Regions from separate parts of the Sus scrofa genome. Here region 2 is linked to region 1. The links are chromatin contacts, called in public HiChIP or PLAC-seq maps. All regions are on one chromosome and are shown on one strand. The core of a region is the stretch at or near the end of the contact, and the rest is flanking DNA. Distances in the headings are between cores, read along the strand shown.

Region 1 (4,742 bases), core at 105-2,604:
CTTGTGTTCTCTAACCACACAGAGGCACTGTGGAAAGAACCAGCACCAAGTACATTTAAAATTGATTTTTATAAGAGCAGGCTTGCTCTGGGTTTTTCATCCTGCTGTGGAGAACTGACCACAATGTGTGAGTTTATAGCACAAGGCAGACATTGTCAGAAAACGGTCAAGAACACAGCAGCACAATCCATCCAGTTCTATAGGGCTCCCTCCCCATTTCCATGGACATATTTGCCAAGCAAGCTACTGAAGAGCCGATGTGTCCTATAGTTTATTCACTTCAGGTCACAGGGCTACCTGAACAGACTTTCTTCCACCTCCCTCAATTTTTTTTTCTCTTCTTTTTTGTATTTGAAATACTTTAATGCATTAAAAATAAAAGAATTAGGTTAAATCAGCCAAGTCAAACAGGTTTGAAATTTTTTTTAGGTGTTAGATTTAATACAGCCATTTAATAGGTGGTCTGCGTATGGCCTAGACAAGCCAACAATTTTTAGGAATAAAGAATAACAGACGACTGCAAATTTGGGGGCATTGTAGGAAAAAAAATCATGTTTCATTGAAAGCGTTTTTGTGTTTTTTAAAAATCAGGGAATGTGTGCTATGCCAAATGTCCAAAATGAGTTTTTGAACATTACGCAAATATTTTAGAGAAAGAACTATATATATTTTAAAAGAATGGCTGATCCATTTCTCTAATGAAGAATGAGGAAGGCGGAAGTGAGGGGTGACTTCAGTTTCACAGGCAAATATATCTCTGTGAGCGCATTTGCCTGTACACTTTCTGATGACATCATATTCCAGGGAACAAGGGAGTTTGGTCGAAGTGAAACTTCCTGTGGGCAGAGCTGCCAGACAGTGTGAGAGTGAAGTGGGACACTGAGGTTTTCAGTGTGGTCCTGGGGAGAGAATGTGAATTGGGTACATTGATGAGACAACCCTAAAGCCACTGTGCTCTTTACAGCCGAAGAGGAGGAGGGAGAGTGACCTGCAGAGAACCTCAAGGGAAGTCTGGAGCCTCTGGTCTGCAAAAGACAGCAGAGGAGGGCTTGGCAGTGGCCCCTGGCTGGAACACTTCTTTCCTCCTCAAGGGTGATGCGGGCATGGAATGGAGCTATTAGAACTGGGGGCAGGAGGAAGCAGTTTTGCCTTTGCTGCATCTGCTCCAAGAGTGCCCCAGTCCTTAGCATGAGCCCGCTTGCTGAAAGCTGATGTCACCAGTGTCCTAGTGTTGCAGGTCATTTGTCTAGCTCCTCCTGCTGCTGGAAGTGGTTTCCCCTTTCCCCTTCCACCTCGAGGCCAGCCCATGGAGTAACAGGGCCTTGCCAAGAAGGTAGAGCCTGAGTCATTGGGTCAGCACACAACAGGGAGATACTGTTACCCCTCAGCAGCAGGAGACACAGCCTGATGACATGGAGTCCTCCTAATACAGTCAGGAACCAGGGGGAAGCATACAGCATTCTTGCGGAGGAGGTGACCAGGTGGCGCTATAAAACATCTGTCCCAGTTAGTAGGGGCCAACCCTCTACCAGACTCATATGAATCATGTCACCCCAGGACCTTGGAGAGACAGGCCAGTGTTTGGGAATGTCTAGAACAGAGGTTGTAGTTACAGAGAGTTTCTGGGCAGGAAATCTGAGCTGTTGGCCTTTCTGGGCAGGGTGGCAGCTGAGGGCAGAGTGCAGCATGGTTCTGCCATGGCTGGCCCATCTCAGGTGAGGGTGGGAAGGGTCCCAAGATAGCTGACTTTGAAGCAGCTTTTATCCATTTCTAACTCAGAGTAGCGACAGAAGGGGATGGTGGGTGTTTTTAGCTCTGCAGGGCTTGCCTCTGTCCACAGCTGTGGCTCCCTTCTGTCTCCCTCCCTGCAGGCTTGGGTCCCCCTGCAGCTCCCTTCCTCCCTGTGGGAATGTGTACAGAGCCAACCAGACAGAGGGTCAGTGGAGCATTTGGCAGTGGTTACTTTGCTGCAGCCCCTGTAATTTTCATGAAACAGCACCAAGATCGATGGCTCCCTCTTCCCCCTCTTCATGCTAGAGGCTTAGAAGACAGGGATCTGGTCTCTCCGAACAACATCCAGGTCATCATCCAGGGTTAACAAAACCTGAAAGGAGAGGGATGGAGAAATGAGAGGAACGCACAGCTGCAGGAAGTCCTTACTTCCTAAGACACACAAGTGCCCTTGTTATCCTGTCTTCTACAGCTTCCTGCAATGCCATGCTCTTAACAGGCGCTTGTCATCATTACATCATTTATTAATTCAAGTATATATATATATATTTTTGGTCTTTTTGCCATTTATTGGGCCACTCCTGTGGCATATGGAGGTTCCCAGGCTAGGGGTCTAATTGGAGCTGTAGCTGCCAGCCTACGCCAGAGCCACAGCAATACCAGATCCGAGCCTCGTCTGCGACCTACACCACAGCTCACGGCAATGCCAGATCCTTAACCCACTGAGCAAGGGCAGGGATCGAACCCGCAACCTCATGGTTCCTAGTCAGATTCGTTAACCACTGCGCCATGACGGGAACTCCTAATTCAAGTATTTATCAAGGGTCTATTATGTGCTATTCTAGATAGTAGAGATATGGCTTGGAACAGGAGACAAAAATCGTTACTCTCATGGGGCTTACATTTGAGAGAGGGCTTTAGACGTGAACCAAATGCACAAGTGAAATAGAGGATGTTAGTAATATGTACTTGGGGTGAAAATTAAACTGTGGAGAGATTATAGGAAGTATGGGATGGGGAAAGGTAGAAAAATTTTTTTTCGATTGGGTAGCCAGGGATGTCAATTCCACTTAGAAGGGCACATGTTGGTCAGGACCTAAACGGAATGAAATCTTGTTGCACAGAGTATGAGTACTCTCATTATCCATTTTCAGTTCCCTCTACTACACCCTCTCTACATGGAACCCTTAGCTCCACTTGTGTTGTCTCTGTCTCTCTAGAGAAGGTAAGCCTCAAAAACAAGCTTTAAGGAACCATGTTTATACAGGTTGATGAAACTTCCCAAACTGGCCACTAGGAGGAAGCCCTGCTCCACTCTCGAGGTTGCATGGCTGAGACCAAAGCCAGCAGTGTGAACCCAGGAGGCCTAGTAGTGTTATTTGTGAGTTAACCTTCTATACAGGTACCATGGACTTTTATTTTGGAAGTGTCGAAATTAAGATGAAGGGTTGCAGGAGTTATCATCCTGGGTTGTTATATAATATGCGTGGTTTCTGAGAAGGTGTTTGGGCAAAAAAAAAAAAAAAAAAAAAAAAAAAAGGAGAGCTTTGGAAGACAGCAGTTAGAAGACAGCAAGAGACCATGCTGCTATCCTGAGCCACTCCAGAAACTTGTAAAAAATTTGTAAGATATGCACTGAGACTGGAAGAGAGGGAGGAATGTAAATATGGCTCAAGAAGGAATAATTGAAATTGTAGTGGGTGCCAAAGTGGTTCCTGGGGGGAATTCTGGGCGCGTGACTTCTGACAACCAGTTAAGCCCATTCAACTGAACTCTGTAGCAAATGAAGGAAAATTATTTTGTAACTCCGTGTCTTAAAGTATTGAAGAGTAAAAGGAAAATGAAAATAAAGGATGCAATGTAAAAAAAAAAAGAAGAAGAAGAAGAAATGATAATCTATACATTGAATGACAAAGAATTGAAGAGAGAAATTAGAAATACAAGAAGGGGGAGTTCCTGTCATGGTGCAGTGGAAACCATGAGGTTGTGGGTTCGATCCCTGGCCTCAGTGGGTTAAGGATCTGGCGTTGCTGTGGTTCTGGTGAAGACTGGCAGCAACAGCTCAGATTAGACCCCCTAGCCTGGGAACCTCCATATACCGTGGGTGGGGCCCTAAAAAAGATAAAAAGATTAAAAAAAAATACAAGAAGGGATGTAAGGAAGAGGGGAAGAGAAAGAGTACAGGGTGTAAAGAGAGCAGAAATTAACAAAGGACTTATAAACTCACCAAAAATGAGAAAAACAGGGCAGTGGCAGAGAGGAAGTGCCAGATGTCATGGTCATCGAAGAAATCCAGCAGAATACACTCTCGGTTCTTCTCCCGGGATTCTGCTGGTGTTCCCTGGAAGAAGGTGAGGCAGGACTTGGGTAGCATTCCCACAGTTCGACTCCCTAGAGCGCTGAGCATCCAGAAAGCTACCAAATTGCTACTAGATGACTGGGTCAAAAAATCAGCTTCCAAGAAAACATCTGTCCTCCCAAAAAATTGTCCACAAATGTTCATGGCAGCCGCATTCATAAAATCAAAAAACTGGAATCAACTTAAATGCCTATCAACAGATGAGTGGATAGATAAGATACAGTATATTCATACAATGGAATATTATTTGGCAATAAAAAGACATGAAGTACTGATACACATACACATGGGTGGACTCAGGAAACCTTATGCTAAGTGACAGAAACCAGACTCAAAGACTACATGTTATATGATTCCATTTATTTGAACTATGCAGAATAGGTAGATCTATAAAAACAAAAGATAGATTAGTGATTGCCTACGGCGAAGGTGTTTGGGAGAAATGGAGAGTGACCAATAATGGGTGGAAGCTTTTTCTGGAGTGATTAAGATGCTCTAAAGTTGACTGGTGATTATGGTGATGGAGAGCTAAGCCTTCCTCTCTGTGCTGTGCCTCAGCTGTATCACCAGACTCCTAGGCCTCAGCTTTCCTTTCTGGGAAATGGATTTACAAACACCTGCACCTGGGTATATGTTCATGGATGGTGATTAT
Region 2 (4,374 bases), core at 983-3,482, 350 kb after region 1:
CAGTGGGTTAAGGATCCGTGAGCTGTGGTCTATGTCTCAGATGCCGCTTGGATCCCACGTTGCTGTTGCTGTGGTGCTGTGGCCAGCAGCTACAGCTCCGATTCAACCCCTAGCCTGGGAACCTCCATGTGCCTTGGGTGCGGCCCTAAAAAGACAAAAATAAATAAATAAATGGCAGACAGTTTGAGATGTGGCATCTGGCCACAGGGTCTACTTGGCCTTGAGTTCAGGTCAATTGTGGGAAGAAGCTGATCTGGTCTTGAGCCATAGCTTCCCTCCCCACTGGCACTGTGTGGACCAAAGTTGGTCTCCCTGGACCAGCTGTCATGTCCACTGTGATGGCTGAGATGGGCGCATTGGCAGGAAGACAGGGAGCGGGAGAATCTCAAGTGCCACCATATAGACTGCTCTGCTGTGTGGGGAAGAGCCCCACCTCCCACGGGAACCACACGGCTCCAGGAATCTCTGGTTCATCAGGCAGCCTTCCTGCATGTGCCTGGTGGCAGGGAGCTTGCACAGGGAAAATTTAGAATCCTGTGCTGAGAGCTCGGATCAAATGGCAGCAGCTCAGCAACATCTGCCAAGGCAGGAAGAGAGCCCTCGTGACAGGGCAGGGGACCTCCACAACAGAGGTTGTGGCCAAGCCCTTTAGGATCCTGCAGAGCTAAAGTAGAAGGCAGCTGACAAGCATGTGGAGAGGGCTGTTGGCGTGTTGACGGGAATCTGGGAGGCACTGCAGAGGTGGCCAGCTTCCCTTCCAGCCTGGGCCTCTGGGATCCTGCTTGTTCACTTACCTCTGGAGGCCTCCAGCCACTCCTGTTTGACACTGTATCGGACCTGGGCCTTTGGGTGGCTCTCAGGAAGGTGGCAGGCAATGACTGCAGTGTTCCCTTCATCGACTTCGATCACGTGCTGCACGTCTAACTTGAAGTCCTGGAGATCTGTGGAGAGAAGAGGCCGGTTGGGCCTTGACGAAGGAGAGAGGCAGACAGTGCAGCATTTCAGGGTGGGCTTCAGTCTCTGCCTTTGGTCACAAGCAACAGCTGTAAGAATCTCACACACTGGGGACCCCCTGGGGGGTGCTCCGAGTCTTTCCTCCAATCTTCTGTCATCTAGAGGAGATTACAGGAAGTAATGTGCGGTCTGCATCGCCCCACGTATAACTGGGTGTATATACAATTGGGTGTAAATAAGCTGAGGGTGGGGGTGTAGCGAATTCCATCAAGTGATGCCTGTGACACCCACCCGCCTCTTTTGTTACATTGACAGGGATGGGGGCAGGTTGGCTAGGCCCACTGGCCCCACTGAACCTAGCTGGAAATGGGTCATAGTCAAGGCACAAATGTCCTGGCACAGATCAGCTCATGGAGATTGAAAGGAACAAGGAAAGAATACCTATGTGTTTTCTCCAGTTCAATCAAGAATAGCCTGCCCCAGTTCTTCTCAGACATCCGCTGAAAACTGACAGACCCAAATCTGTTCAATTGCCAACCATGATTCCAACCAGAAGGCTGATTCCTGCTACCCAGGAGCATGTAGTCCTCCCCATGTCCTTTGGGATTGGTTCCAGGTGCTCCAGTGGATACCAAAAATCCGCAGATGCTCAAGTCCCTTATATACATACAATCGTGCTGTGCTGTTACAGTCGGCCCTCCGTATCCATAGGCACATCAGCATATACGGAGAACCGACTATACTCTATGTCACATCATGGCTAATTCTTTCTCAGGGCTGGGGGTGGGGATTTGTGGATGCCCAAAGGGGTTTCTAAGGCAAGTTCCCACTGTGGCTTAATGGCAGTGGAATTCAGGGGAGCTTAGGGTCCAGACACCAGGCTGCAGTCTCTCCTAACTTGGCTCCGTGGCAGGAAGACTGGGATTTAAACTGGAGAGGATGGAGATCCATCTGGAACAAAAGCTGGATGTTTCCCAAACAACCCAACAGTCCGAACAACAAAACTCTCTTTGTTTGAGTCAAATCACTGATGTTGCTGAACAAAATGGGCCATTTGTGTAACAAAACCACATTCCAAATTTGGTTTTCAGGATCGTAGCTGAATTTAATTTCAGAGAGGAAATATAACTAATAGAGAATAAGATAAGAGAGATGAAAATATTTACTCAAGACACTCTCTCCATGAAGGTACTTAGAAAGCCCTGGAGGCACCCTCTCTGAATGCTGACCACACCACATTCTGCTCAGCTCTGGAGAACTGATACCATCACGGTGTGACTGTGATTCACAATTCACAGCAAGACTCCACCTGCCTGCGTGGTTGGTTCCCAGACAAGGCAGCAGGAGTAGAGGGATCAGTTTTCTCACAGAAGACATGAGGTAATTACCAAAAACAAACTACTGTCACCATAGAGCCCTGTCCTGAAGGCGCTCAGGGAGGGCAGGAGGTTTCCCATTGAATGGAACTTTCCAGAAGTTCTCATCCAAGCCAGGGCAGGGAAGCCCTTTTGTTTCTAAAAGGATTGTTGCCCCTCTGTGTTCATCTGTGTATCATCTGAACCCCACCTGGGGCCTGGTCCAAGCAGATGCTCAGTGAATACTGAATGACCAAATAGATGGTGATCTTGGAGCTGCGACTCTCAAGTCAGGTACAAGATGCCCATTTATATAGTTTGTGAACCCAAATTTCATAGTTGAGGTGGGCAACATTATAAGCACCAAGGCCTAGCACAACAAAATTTCTATGGCCCTTTTATCCAAGTGTGGCCAAACTTTAAGTGTGGCTATTTTGAAAGTAGACTGTATCTTGAGAGGTTACTTCTGCAGTCACAGGACAGAGGTAAAATAGGTCTAATACATGTGGAATAAGAAGTACATGGTAATTAAACTATTATATACAGAATGGATGAACATCAAGGTCCTACTTCTAGCACAAGGAATTATATTCAATATCCTGTGATAAACCATAGTGGAAGAGAATATGAAAAAGAATATGTATAAAAATAACTGAATCACAGTGCTATACAGTAGAAATTAACACAGCATTTAAATCAACAACACTTCAATAAAGTAAATTTAAAAAAAATACATGCTGTTCTTGGAGTAGTGTGGCAAAAACGATGATAAAATGCCTGATTTCTATGGCACCATTTCACTTTCTACGCTGAACGCGTAATTCCTGTGGGTCAAGGTGAGATCTCTCATATATTCCTTCCTTTGCGGGGGTGAGGGGGGGTGGGGGAGTTGGTAGGGCCTTCTGGGCTTTTAAAGAATTATTTCATCATGGAGTTCCCGTCATGGCACAGCAGAAACGAATCCCACTAGGAACCATGAGCTTGCTGGTTCGATTGCTGGCCTCATTTAGTGGGTTAAGGATCTGGCGTTGCCATGAGCTGTGGTGTAGGTCGCAGACACGGCTTGGATCCTGTGTTGCTGTGGCTCTGGTGTACGCCATCAGCAACAGCTCCAACTGGACCCCTAACCTGGGAACTTCCATAGGCCGCGGGTGCCGCCCTAAAAAGCAAAAAAAAAAAAAGAGAATTATTTCATCATTATTTCATTCTTTAATTTTGTGTTTGTGATATCTGACCCTAACTACATTGCAAATTCCTAGTGGGCAAACTATTAATTTTGTACTCCACCAAGCCCCACTGCACAGTATTTGGGATACACCAAATGCTCATGAAGTCCTTGCTGAATGAATAGTTTGGAAGACTGTGTCCAAGACCAGGCTCATGGGTGTGCAACTTGTGCAGCTGCACCAGACCTCGTGCCTAAAAGAGGCCAACCCTTGGCTTAATGCTCTGCTGTCACCCACATGAAATTCTGAATAACGTTGGATCAAGGGACCTCACATTTTCATTTTGTATTGGGCCCTACAAAATATGTAGCCCAGTCCTGGCTGAACCTCTCAGCCAAGAAAGTGTGTATGCACTTTCTCTCTGGGAGAAAGAAGATATGGACTCTGGGAAACGGCGGACTGCCTGTGCTCAGAGTGTTCTAGCTGAATATTTCTGTTTTTCAAAAGCAAGGCGCTTCAACACCGCAAAGGCCTTAATCCTCCTCAGCACAGTGTATGCTATACCTGCCAAGTCAAGAGACTTCCTGTAAGGCAAGCTGTGAGCAACCGTGAGCTCAGGGGCATCTGGAAAATTCCTCAGTCACTGAGAGGTGCTCTCTTGCATGGTCTAATAAATCTAAAATTACTCCACCAAGAGTTTTTGTTTCATCCTCCTCCTTTTCTTTACCTCGTTCCAAGAAAATCTGCCTCAAGCAAGAACATACTTAAATCTAACAGATCATTTTGCAGGAAAGATGTGAGCAGCTGAAAGGAGTCTGGCATCAGAATGCCATCTCCATCTTCAGAGCCCCCAGGCTCCTGCCCCATTGTAACTGAGGGCTTATCCGTGCATGGGGTAT

What was found. HiChIP or PLAC-seq counts read pairs in DNA pulled down with a chosen protein or histone mark.
Region 2: a contact with region 1 is called in an H3K27ac HiChIP or PLAC-seq map of skeletal muscle. The contact joins two enhancer-like sites. A contact is called at or near these places in 1 of 47 Hi-C or Micro-C datasets (skeletal muscle) and 1 of 2 datasets of contacts at active chromatin or transcription factors (skeletal muscle).

Annotation. Positions count from the first base shown.
Region 1 is chr13:146,300,122-146,304,863 of Sscrofa11.1, forward strand. It overlaps SIDT1 (SID1 transmembrane family member 1), which reads right to left. Exons shown (of 26, transcript XM_005670213.3): 25 at 3,959-4,072; 26 at 254-2,104. The coding sequence ends at 2,042. All of the region lies in intron 1 of LOC110256422 (a long non-coding RNA gene), which reads left to right. Among named protein-coding and RNA genes, the nearest start is that of USF3, 72 kb to the left of the region's middle. Within about 2 kb of position 1,355, at least 5 of the 83 cell types and tissues checked have an H3K27ac peak or open chromatin away from gene starts, as enhancers often do. A contact at or near this core is called in skeletal muscle, where this site is marked.
Region 2 is chr13:146,646,204-146,650,577 of Sscrofa11.1, forward strand. BOC (brother of CDO) reads right to left here. Exons shown (of 21, transcript XR_002337900.1): 5 at 795-941. Among named protein-coding and RNA genes, the nearest start is that of BOC, 55 kb to the right of the region's middle. Within about 2 kb of position 2,233, at least 11 of the 83 cell types and tissues checked have an H3K27ac peak or open chromatin away from gene starts, as enhancers often do. A contact at or near this core is called in skeletal muscle, where this site is marked.